Linked DNA regions of Mus musculus: region 1 is linked to region 2. Evidence: chromatin contacts called from public promoter capture Hi-C data. All regions are on one chromosome and are shown on one strand. The core of a region is the stretch at or near the end of the contact, and the rest is flanking DNA. Distances in the headings are between cores, read along the strand shown. Region 1 holds the start of Aars (alanyl-tRNA synthetase). Region 2 holds the start of Pdf (peptide deformylase (mitochondrial)).

Region 1 (6,150 bases), core at 256-2,755, 4.0 Mb after region 2:
ATCTTTGTGAGTTCAAGGCCATCCTGGTTTATTTGTTGAGTTATTTGATAGCCAGGGACTATGTAAAAACAGAGGAAAAAATAAAAATAAAAAGACAAGGTCTTGGTATATAGCTGTGAACAAAAACTGGAAAGAGACTATACTATGTCTGTGGATACTAATTGACTGATTAGATCTGAGGTCAGTACTGTGAAGACAGGAATGTCGTAAGCTCACAGGCTAATTGAATTTGTCTTGGACTAGTTCTGGCCTTCTGAAAACAACCATTCTTTGTCCATTTCTGTGTTTGAACTAATAAAGTCTTGTACTAACAGATAGAAACCATTTGGAATCTATTAACTTACCAGACCACTGGCTTCCACCATCCAAAAAGCTAAAGATGCCATCAGATAACATCTTGGGTCTATAGAAAAGCTTTCCATCTTGCTATAGTCGCCTTTCAGATATAACCATCACTATATTTTAAAATTACCTTGACTTATGACTCTCTTTGTTCTGTAAAGCTGTACATCATGAAAAAGTTTTCGTGTAATTTGGGGTTTCCTCATCTGTGAAAAAGTGGTACTAGCAGACCTGATAATACAGTTTAAAAATTAAACGGTGTGTGAACTTTTTAGTGTGATGCCTTACCTATAGATTTTAGGTTTTGTGTGTGTTATTTTGAGACTGTGCCCAAGGCCCAAGGGTAGCCTTAAGCTCTGATCCTCTTGGCTCTCAAGTGCTGGGACTATGGATGTGCGTCACCGTTGTAGGCGTTTCCTAAGAATGTTGACTTGTTTTCTAAAGCAAACAGAGGGACAGATGTCCTTTAACTTGGGTTACGTCATTTCTTCCTCTTCAAAATCAAGACCCGAATTTCTTCTTATTGGGACCTGAAGGACAAATATAAAGCTATGCCTAATGTCACAGGACTGTACTGCCTCCTACTCCGGAGGCTAAGACAAGAGTGAAAAATTCAAGGCCAACCTGGACAATTTATCCAGACCCTGTCTCAAAGAGAGAACCGGACGTATCAGTCAGTGCCAAAGCGCTTCGGCGTGGTTGAAGCACTTATTTCAGTCCAGGGTACCGTTAAAGAAGGCATGCCGATCTATACGCGATAACAATAAGAACATTTGATTGGTGCACACCTGCAAGACTGGCAAATCCCCTGATTTCAAGACCACCTTGCTCCGTTTCAAAAGGCCGAAAAACGAACCTTTGAGGTACGTGTATCACTTTGCAGTTAAACAGTTCTATGCCAAAATCTGTGATCGCCACCAAATTCATGTTTTCATTCCTCTTGTTAACTGTCAACTATTAGGGCTTTGCCAATAGAACCCAAAATGTCTGCCTCCTGAAGCCAATAGTCAACCCTGTCACGTGACACTCCATGTCCTAGCTTTCTTGAGCATTGCATCAGCCGAGCCCAGGAGCCTTCCCAGAAACCGGCTTGTTAGCTCATTCGCGCTCCGAATGATTGGCATGCCAGTGGACCAATCATATCAGAGGATGACAAGGCGTAGCGGGTCACTTTTCATCAGAGCGCTCTGATTGGATGGTGAGGTACGGCTCTGGCACCGGTTGTGGCGGGTGAGTATAGCTTCTTGTGCGCATCTGAGGGAGCAGGTAACTGCCGGCGAGTGGCGGTGGGCTCCGGGCAAGGAAGGACCTGGGGACCCGGACCCTCGGGAAAAAAAGCAAGTGAGCCCCGAGAGCTCTACGAGAAGAGCCGGCGCTTGGAGGGGGAGGGGCAGCTGCAGCGGGCTGCCGGGCGGTCCCGCCCCTGGCCTGGGTCAGGACCCGGTCTCCGCAGGAGCCGGATCTCGAGAGTAGCTTTTGCTATTCCCTCGGAGCACTGAGAGTGGTGTGGTTTCTGGTGGACTTGCAGAGGACCAAGACCTTGGGAAGATCGCGGTTGCTCTTCAGTCGCCACCCAGAGCTAAGGGTTTGTCTCCTCTAATTTTAATCTCTTAGGGGGTTAGGGAACCAGGCCTGAAGAGCAGGGTGACTAAGATAAATGGAGTCTCTCTAAGAGGCATCTTCATTCATTCTTTATTAGGTTCTCACACCTTACCCCAGACTGGCCTGAACTCAACTCTGTAACCCGGGCTGGCCTTGAACTCGCGGCAGTTCTCCTGCCTCAGCATTTCAAGTGCTGGAATTACAGGCGTGAGCCAGCACTCCAGACTCGCTTCTTTCTGTTGCTGTTTTGAGACAGGGTTTCACTATGTAGACCAGGCTGGTCTCGACTCACAGAGATCTTCAAGAGTGGTGGGACCAAAGGCGTGTGCTACGACCCTCGGCCCGATTCGATTCTTAAAAACAGAATAGTTGATACCTTCAGGTTCACCCGAACAAATATATTCAGCAATTTTTTCAAACAGTCTAAGTTTCCTGGTGTGCTTTGGAGTATGTTAGTGCAGAGCATGCTATTTACAGATTAGTATAATTAATCATGAGCATGGGTGACGACCACTTTACTAGATACTGAAAATACACTGTAACGGTGAAGTGAAGCCAGCCAGGATTCCTACTGAGATGTAACATAGACTGTGATTGGGAGGTGAGCATTAAATAGTCACACCAAATAAATCATTTGAGGCTAGGAGACAGTATAAAGAGGAGAGACCTGGTGAAGAAAGGAAAGGTTTGCTTAAGTATGTTTCTTTGTGATTGATCAAAACGACCTCATTAGGAAGAAGGGAAAGGAGAGGCCAGGCAGAACGGCTAGCTTGTAAATGGAAATATGTTACAAGGTCCTGTGGCTGAAGTCACCTTGTAATTCAAGGCCCTGGGTCTGGCCCCAAGCTTGCAAATACAAACAAATAAATAAAAGTTCTGAAGGCCTTTTAAGCCCCTGCTGGGATGTACTGTTTTCGGACCTGCCTCTGCTACAGACGTGTTATGTATATTGAGGAAAGAACAAGTTTTAATGTTGGAAACTTTATTTATTTATTCATTTATTTATTTATTTATTGGGGGCTGGGTCTCTGACCTGGAAACCTCCAACCCTCCATTTTCCTTCCTCAGCCTCCCGAGCTCTGGGATGGTCAGAGTGGGGACACAGCTTTCAACAGCCTTCAGTCTTCATAGGGTAATGGACATGTTAGATCCCAGTATACAACTCTGGTGTAGTCTGTATGTAGTGGCCACCCTATGGGGGCACTGGTTCTCCACTGGCTCTTAGCACACAGTCCTCATTCATTACTTAGGCAAAGGTGGGAGGTTCAAGTGTGCTCTAGAAAGTAATGTTCCCTCAGCTTGTCTGTGGAGAGAAGCAGGTTGTTTTCTTCAGCAACAATGACTCTAAAGGTAAAGTCGAACTGTAGCCATTGTTAAGGAGGGCTGAAAAGAGAAGGCGGTGTGACAAGATTTCTGAAAACCTTGACTCCTTATGGTGACTAGCAAGATCCTGTGGGAATGCAAGTCCATCCCCACCCCCCACCCCACCCCTCCACACACACTCAGCCTGTGTCACCATCTTTTTGCCCCTTTGGGGCTTCTGTCAGAGTGATAGACTAAGTTGTAAGTAGATCATTTGGAGTTGTGGTTGGCTGAGTCAGGATGTCATGTGCTTTGCGGGTGTGTTTAAAAACTCTGTGCTAATGGGCGTAAAATAGTGTCCAGTTCAATAACTTTTTTTTGATGCTCACAAGGTCCTGTTCCACACAGACACTAAACTCAAGCTAAAGTGGTGCAGTTAAGTTTAGAGCTGGCTCTAGAATTCTAGAGATGTTTAGATGATGTCAAAAATGAGACAGTTCTCATTTGTCAGGACACCCAGCACTGCAGAGCACTACAGCACTAGACGCCGATTGGTGCACTCCAACCAAAACCTGTCATCCCCACCTTACACACTCCCTGCCTTTCAGGGACCTGAGGGTGCACATAAAAACGTTTTGACGCTATAAAGTTGTCTTTTCTCAACCTCTGCCTCTTCTGAGTCCCCGGACTCGTTCTTCCAATAGCATACTCATTTCGAAATGATGCTGTATACAGATAGCCCCAGTTCTTCGTAATATCATGGCTAGAACCCGGCTCTTTCCCAGCTAGGGCTCTGAAGGTTTAGGCTACGTAGAGGTTGATGCATTCTTGATACTTTAGGGTGGTCCATGGCACAGATGGGCTTATCCCTGGGTTCATAGCCACTGACACAAGTGTCAGCCCAAACCTGGCACCTGTGCCTTTGGGGATATGGAACTTTGGACAAGCCTCAGCCTGTAGGTTAACAAAGAGCTTGGAAGCTCCTCAGAGGCCAGTGGGTACAGACTCCCCTTTTGTTGAGGTGACCCTTGCCGATTCCTAGCCGTAGGTACTCAGTGCGTATTTGGTTAATGAATGAAACCATGAAGAAGAGCCTTGCTTTGCTTGACGGGTCAACAGGGGGAAGACAGCCGGGGCCAGTCTGCTGAGGCAGCAAAGATTTCCCAGTGAGGGTGACTGTAACCTGGGACATTGCAACAGGAAAGTTTTAGGATCAAAGAAACAGCTAACCTATTTGACTTGGCTTGAGACGACACGAGTCTTGTGTAATCCCCACTTTTACTTTTATTTCCCTAACTTGCCGTCGTCATTCCTTCTTCCTTTTAGTTCCCGAGGAGACTTTCCGAAATGGATGCCACTTTAACAGCACGAGAGATCCGAGAGCGGTTTATAAATTTCTTCAGACGAAATGAGCACACCTATGTCCACTCTTCCGCCACCATCCCTCTGGATGACCCCACTCTGCTCTTCGCCAACGCTGGCATGAACCAGGTAAGGGTCGTCTTCCTCCTCTCTGCCTGCCTGGCTGGCTGAGGGCAGCAGAGCTGCCGGAAAGCACAGCCTGGGCTGTATAAAGTAGCAGGTAAACTCGAGTGACTTTCCGTGGTGAGCCCGAGTTTCTGTGTGATGGTTAGAAGCCAGAGGGGCTGGGAACATGGCTCCCACATTCGGCCAAGGAGTTCATTTTTAAATGAGTCTTGGAAAGACTCTTTTCTTTTATGGTCTTTGAGATCAAGAATTTGATAGGCCCAGTGATAGCCCTGGTATAGTGGTGAAAGGTTTAATCTTAGCAATCAAGAGGCAGAGGCAGGTGGCTCTCCACTAAAAAGGTCATAGGGAGTTCCAGGACAGCCAGGGTCACGAAGGAAGGAAGGAAAGAGGGAGGGAGGGAAGGAAGGGAAAAAGAAAGGAAAGGAAAGGAAAAAGGAAGGGAAGAAAACTTTAAGAGAATTTAAGGCCAAACTAGGCTACATAGTAAGACCAAGTCTCAAAAAAAAATTTTTTTAAGTTTTTTTTTTTTTTTCTGTTTGTTTTGTTTGTTTTGGTTTTTTTTTGAGTTCAAGGGCAACTTTTTTTTTGTTGTTGTTGTTTTAAGCATTTCAAAGAGAGCCCCAGGATAACTGTACATCTGCAGCAGTGGCCTAGAGGAGAATGGAGACAAGAAGGGGAAATTAAAAAAAAAACATGCTGTTGTGTTAAGCAGTCATGGACGGCAGTCAGCCATGCGGCAGGGAGAGGAGCTTTAGAGAAAGAGTGAGGAAGTCCAAGTCTCTGAGTGAGAGAGCACACTAGAGCAGGCATAGAAAGAAGAAAGGGAAGCCATACTTTTCCGAGTAATTGGGAAAGTGGGAAGACTTAGAAAGGTACACAGCTACAGCCCTGTATGATAGTACCCTCCCCCTGCAAAAAAAAAAAAAAGGTTTAAGATTTTATTTTTTCATTGTCCTTCTCTGTCTTTCTTTCTTTTTTTTTTTAAATAAAGGTTTTATATATTTATTATATGTAAGTGCACTGTAGCTGTCTTCAGACACACTAGAAGAGGGCACTCATTATGGGTGGTGTGAGCCACCATATGGTTGCTGGGAATTGAACTCAGGACCTCTGGACAAGCAGTCAGTGCTCTTAACCATGGAGCCATCTCTCCAGCCCTCATTGTCCCTTTCTTCTGAGGAAAAAAAAAAACAACAACTATTTTTATTGAACTGTTTTGGGGGCTGGTAAGATGGCTCAACACTTGAGAGCACTGGCTGCTTGCTTCTTGTCCAGAGGACCAGGGTTCAATTCCTGGCACACAAGGTGTCTCACAACCATCTGTAACTTCACCTCTAGGGATCGAATGCTACTCCTCTGGCTCTTTGGCACTAGGCACACATGTGATACACAGATATATGCAAGCAAAACACT
Region 2 (5,710 bases), core at 3,189-5,688:
GGCAGTATACGAAGATGCCACCGTGTGTTTTGGAGGTCAAAGGACAACTTTGTGGTGTTGGCTCTCTTTTACAGATGGAACTCAGGTCACCAGGTTTGCATGCCAGGTGCCTTTAAGCACTGCCTGAGTCATCTTTCAGACCCTCAGACTATTTTAAAAGGCGCCTTTTCTTCCTCCAACTTTGATGACTAGAACCTCAGTACTCCCTTCAGCCAGCCTTAGGTCCTGATGTACACACTGCTAACAACAGCCAGCCTCACAGTCTCTGCTTGGTTTCAGGTGTGTGGCCCTTCTCGAACCAACCCTAGCGTTATGATTGATGATCTTCTGACCCCATGTTCTCCGGGAGATCCAGGGGCCATAGAGATGACTTGGATGGATGTCCCTGGTGATAAACTCTTAGAGCCTGTGGTTTGCATGGTGAGTGACCCATTGGGAGAAAACCATAAAGTCCAAAATAAAAAGTACCTTCCTACTGTCCTGGCTCACAGGCCTTCCAGAGCCTTTAGCGTGGAAGGACCTTTTGAGGTCCTTGCTGAGGTCCTAAGGGTCTTTAAGAAGAAAAGCCAAGACACTATCATTCCAAGGCCTGGCTTTTTGGTCCAGAAGGAAACCAGTGAAAATCTTTTTCACATGGCTCTTACCTGAACAGTATAGACCTCTCCTAATTTTGTCAGCTGTCTGCACTGTGGGGTGAATTCAGTAATGGAACTACTGCTGGGATGGGATGAGAGCTGCGGGGTGAAGGGTGAAGTAATCTTTCAGAAGGCAGGCAGGCCTCTTGTCAGTCTAGACAGCATGACAAAAGGAGAGTACTGAGGACCTGGGGTCAGCCTTTTTCAGCTACATGCTTGTCTCTGCAGTCTGACATGCTCCGGTCTTTGGCCACTACCCGGCCCACAGTGAATGCAGACGACCTCCTGAAAGTAAAGAAATTCTCTGAGGACTTTGGACAGGAGAGTTAAAGCTTCATGTGATAATGAAATTGAGAGTCTGACTGGAGAAAATTCATGGGACTTCGTACACCAGTGGCCAGGCAGGGCCTGAAGTCGTGAAGTCAATAGTATTTCCTCTACTGCCTGGCTGTCAACCTAGTAGGATGAAGAAGGGGCCTCCCCAGCTGCAGAGATGCTTCACCATGTAGGACACTTGAGACTGGCTCTGCATACTTCACTACTGGATGCTCACACTCCTTGCCCTGATCTGTTTTTGTCTAACTTTTGTTCCCCTAAATTAATGCCGCTTTGATTTCTGTCTTGTTTATAAATAAAGAGAAAAGTCATCTGGAAATGTTAAGGAGTGGGAGCTGCCAGGCCCCTGCTTTCACTCCTTGCCTCTTAACTTTGGCTACTTGTGAGCTGACTGTGGTAAAGTAGGAAAAGCCATCCCACTCTCCTAAGCTTGCATCTGGAGCTTCAGGTCCTCCTTGCAGGAGCTGACAGCTTCTGTGAACACGATGCCGTTTCCATCAGGAGAGACGGCAAACAGGCAGGTCTTTATCGCTGCCTTCACCTGAGAACTGAGCCCAGCCTCTGCTGGTCCTGTCCTGGAGATGTCTAATAAACCCTTTTCCCTTATTGAGCTACTGGAGTCGTCTCATTTTTGATTCTAGTATGGAGTTGAGAGTAAAGCTTACTTCTGGTAAGACCCTCTGGACTGCTCTCTGCTTTCCTTAGCAGGGCAGGAAGCAGCGGTGCTCATAAGGCCTGCAAACCCTAAGGCTCAGGCAGGTCCTAAACTTCTGATGCTCTTGCTTCCAGCTCCGAATGGCTGGAATTGTAGGAATGGTAATGTTAGGTCTATGTTCCCATGAGATAACCTAGTATCTGCTACTGAATAGATGCCACCCAGTTTAGAAGGTCCCCAGATAAGGTAGCTCTGGAAATGCTGTGTGACACAGACCTCACAGTCCTCCAATAGCTGGTATTATTCTGTATTTTACTTCTTGATGTTAGGAATCAAACCCAGGTCCCTCCACTTTAAGTACTGTTCTCCCAGAGCTACATATGCTCCAGCTGTAAGTTGCAAAGGAAAGAACTGTATCTATAGCCAAGATTATGTCGGCCTTTCACTGTCTGCTTTGCTCTGATTCAAAGTGGCTACCAGTAGAAGCTTTGTTCTTTAGATTTTATTTCAATTATGTTTCTGTGTAAGTTTATACACAAAACAATACCTGCAGAGGCCAGGAGGCGGCACTTAATTCCCTGGAGCTGGAGGTATAGATGTAGTGAGTTGATTGATGTAAATGCTCAGAACTGAACTCTAGTGTTGTGCAAAAAAAGCAAGCACTCTTTAACCTAACTGCCTAGCTATCACCCCAGACTTGAGCTTTTTTTTTCTTTTAAGAGAATCTTACTATGTTCCTTTGATGGCCTTAAACATTAGCCTACGATTGCCAACAGAGTGCTGGAATTAAAGGTGTGCCACCACACTCAGACTTTTAAGACTGCATTTTAAGACAACTTTCAAGTCCAGCAGTAGTGTGATACACCTTCAGTCCCAAAGCTCAGGAGTACAGAGGCAGGTATATCTCTTAAGTTTGAGGCCAGCTTGTCTACAGAGTGAGTTCCACGACAGCCAAGGCTACACAGAGAAACCCTGTTTCAAAAAACAAATCTTTTGGATATCTGGATTACCTTATCAATCAATTGTAGGCTGTGGGGTTAGAATGTGTCTCATTTGTACAGAGGATGTTTGCCTGCCCACTCCTCTCCATGGGAAATTGTCAGGAAATAGCCACTCCTTTAATGGTACATTTGTAGTCCTGCTGTAATCGTATTCTGTCAGATCTGATTTCAGGGCAAGCATTTCTATCATCTTCATCTCAGACCAGCACACACTGTCTACTGTCGGACTGGAACCAATTCCAAGCTGAAGCACAGATGTGACCATCTTAGTCTGCATGCTGGATTTCCAGATCCTCAATTCAAGGAGAGTGTTAGTCATTCACCTCCATCCAGTGGAGATTGGTAAATGTCCCACTGTCCATTTTGTCGATGAACAAGCAGCCCTGCAAGTGATCCATCTCATGCTGGATGATTCGAGCTGTCCAACCACTTGCCGACCACACCACTGGCTCTCCTTTTGGGTCCAGTCCTGCAAAGGAAGTTACAGGCTCGATGAGGTGAGGCTTTGCTGAACTCATGCCCAACCTCCTGTCCCTACTTTGTTTCCTGCCCTGGCCATGCCTATTTATATCCTATCTACAGAGGCAGCATCCAAGAGTGAATGTGGATAACAGCTCTTATCCCTCCTAGAAAGGGTACCCCAATTTTGTCCAGTGCCGACTTTTTACTCAGCGTGATTCCCAGCACTACTACAGGGCAAGGATAAGAAATCAAAACTCTTTTCAAGGGCTGTTTATCAAAGGTATTTCATGCCAGGCATGGTGGCACACACCTTTTAATCCCAGCACTCAGGAGGTAGAGGCAGGCGGATTTCTGAGTTCGAGGTCTACAAAGTGAGTTCCAGGACAGCCAGGGCTATACAGAGAAACCCTGTCTCGACCCCCCCCCCCCAAAAGAAAGGTATTTCAGCTTGGCACTGTAGCAAATAACCATATTACATAAAACAATGTGAATGTGAAGCATGGAATGGTTTGTTGCCCTAGTCTGGGTAAATCTGGGTCCCACTTTCTTACACAAGCCCCACCACGATAAACTGGGAAAATCGTGTGTGCAATACAGACACACTTACATGGGAATCTATATACCTACTCATGAGAAAGGGGAAAGACAGGCTCCATATCTAAGGAATCACCCTGCAACCCATCTAGGCGGGCCTGACCTGCTCTTCAGGAGTTCAGTTGGCTCCCGAGTGCCGCTGTGTCTGCACTGTCTCTAGCCAGAGAGAGCAAGACCACCCCGCTGCCCACGTCCCCTGCACCTGAGATCTGCACGGCTTGGAAGCGAGGCACACACGCCAGAAAGCCGGCGACACTCTCGCAGCCCTCGGGGAAGGTGACCAAGCGGCTGTCCAACACTCTCAGACTGGGGTTCACCAGCACCCGAAGTGGGAAGGGTTCCATCTGACGCAGTTCGCGCAGGCGCGGTGAGAAGGCTCGGAGGAGCTTGTCCGGGAACTCGAGCGCCAACACTTGCAGCGGCACCCCGAGCTGCGGCGCACTAAGGCCCACACAGCCACGCCGTCGCATTACCTGCACCATCCGCCCCACCAGCCGCTGCAGCTCCGGCCCCGCTAGCTGCTCGGGTTCCACCGGGGCCGCCACGACGCGCAGCACCGGGTCCCCGACCTGGCACACGTGCGCGTATGGCGGCTGCGGCGCGCCACATACAAGGCGCCTGAGGTACCGCCAGTAGGAGCGCGTGCGCGCCGGGCCCTCCAAGGCGGCCAAGGAGCTGCACCTCTGCGCCCGGCTCCCCGGAACCCACGCCGGCCGCGGCAGCCTGCCCAGCAGCAACATGGCGCGGGGAGACGCCGCGGCCCTTCCTTCCGCTAGCGCCAAAGACGCCGGGAAGCGTAGTTCCCGTGTAACTTCCGGACGCCCATCGTCGGGAACAGCAGGCGAGTGGCGACAGTTGTCGGTTTTATTAAAGCTGCAAATACCACAGGGCCCGCGCTATCCTGGGCAAAGCAACTGCACACACCTTCCCGCTGCAGAAGCGCGTACCCTCAGGGCTGCTCCCCAGGCTGCGGGCAGGGGACACTGCCTATGGCTCCTCCCTCACTCGGTGGCTCGGCTGGCAGCGGCTCCCCCTCCATGGGCTCCTGAGGCAGCGGCTCCCCTGGTTCCCTCTTCTCTGTTACAGGCTCCATGCTCCGCTGCTCCGCAGGGAGCTCTGGAGCTGGGGCCACGAGGTCCGGCCCCAGCTCCTGCTCATCTAAACAGAAAACTGTTTCTCTCTTAGGCAAAATAAAGGCGAGAGGTTCCTGGATGGCGCTGATGTTCACGTGTCCAAGGTTTCCGTGCTTAGAGAGCTGGGTGGGTGAAATGCCTGACCCAGATGGTAGGGAAAAAGAAATGAAAAAGAAAAAAAAAGTTATTAAATTCAATGCAGAGATCTCAGGGATGGTGTGGGGCAGGGGAGGGGACACTCAGAGAAAAGATTTAACACAATTACATATTTCAATACAACAAGAACATCTTTTTGGGTTTTTTGTTTTTTTGAGACCTGGCTATGCTGGAACTCTATAGACCAGGCTGGTCTCTTATCTCACAGAGATCGTCCTGCCTCTGCCTCCCAAATGCTGGTATTAAAGTTGTGCCAGGCTAAGGGCATCTCTGTAATACAAAAGGACAGTTAGTTATATTGGAGCCCCATTGTAAGGGTGGATGGAGCCTGAGCCAGGAGACACTCAGTAAATACTGGAGTCCAGGCACAGATCCCAGCTATTTGGGAGGCAGAGGCAGGAGGATCTCTGAGTTCAAGGCCAGTTGGGTATACCAAGTTAGTTCCAGGGTAGCCAGTGCTATATACTGAGATCCTGTCTAGTGTCAAACCAAAAACAAGGGCTACAGACATGGCTCAGTGGTTAAGTACTCTTCCAGAGGTCCTGAGTTCAATCCCCAACAACGTGGCTCACAACCATCTGTAATGGGATCTGACGCCCTCTTCTGACATACACGCAGGTGTGCATTCAGATAGAGCACTCACATAAAATCTTTAAAAAGACAAAACGAAAACAACAATGATAAAAGCCAGGCTGTGGTGAAGAACACCTTTAATCCCAGCACTCAGGAGATTTACAG

The links. Promoter capture Hi-C pulls out the DNA fragments that hold promoters and counts their contacts.
Region 1: a contact with region 2 is called in a promoter capture Hi-C map of pre-B cells, with 3 times the contacts expected there. The contact joins the promoter of Aars here to the promoter of Pdf in region 2. A contact is called at or near these places in 1 of 39 promoter capture datasets (pre-B cells) and 1 of 484 Hi-C or Micro-C datasets (B cells).

The regions. Positions count from the first base shown.
Region 1 is chr8:111,032,337-111,038,486 of GRCm38.p6, forward strand. It overlaps Aars (alanyl-tRNA synthetase), which reads left to right and starts at 1,506. Exons shown (of 21, transcript NM_146217.4): 1 at 1,506-1,927; 2 at 4,573-4,737. The coding sequence starts at 4,594.
Region 2 is chr8:107,044,176-107,049,885 of GRCm38.p6, forward strand. It overlaps Pdf (peptide deformylase (mitochondrial)), which reads right to left and starts at 4,439. Exons shown (of 2, transcript NM_026513.2): 1 at 3,886-4,439; 2 at 2,114-3,096. The coding sequence starts at 4,423. The coding sequence ends at 2,939. It overlaps Cog8 (component of oligomeric golgi complex 8), which reads right to left. Exons shown (of 5, transcript NM_139229.4): 5 at 4,534-4,955. The coding sequence ends at 4,633. It overlaps Vps4a (vacuolar protein sorting 4A), which reads left to right. Exons shown (of 11, transcript NM_126165.2): 10 at 280-420; 11 at 864-1,585. The coding sequence ends at 965.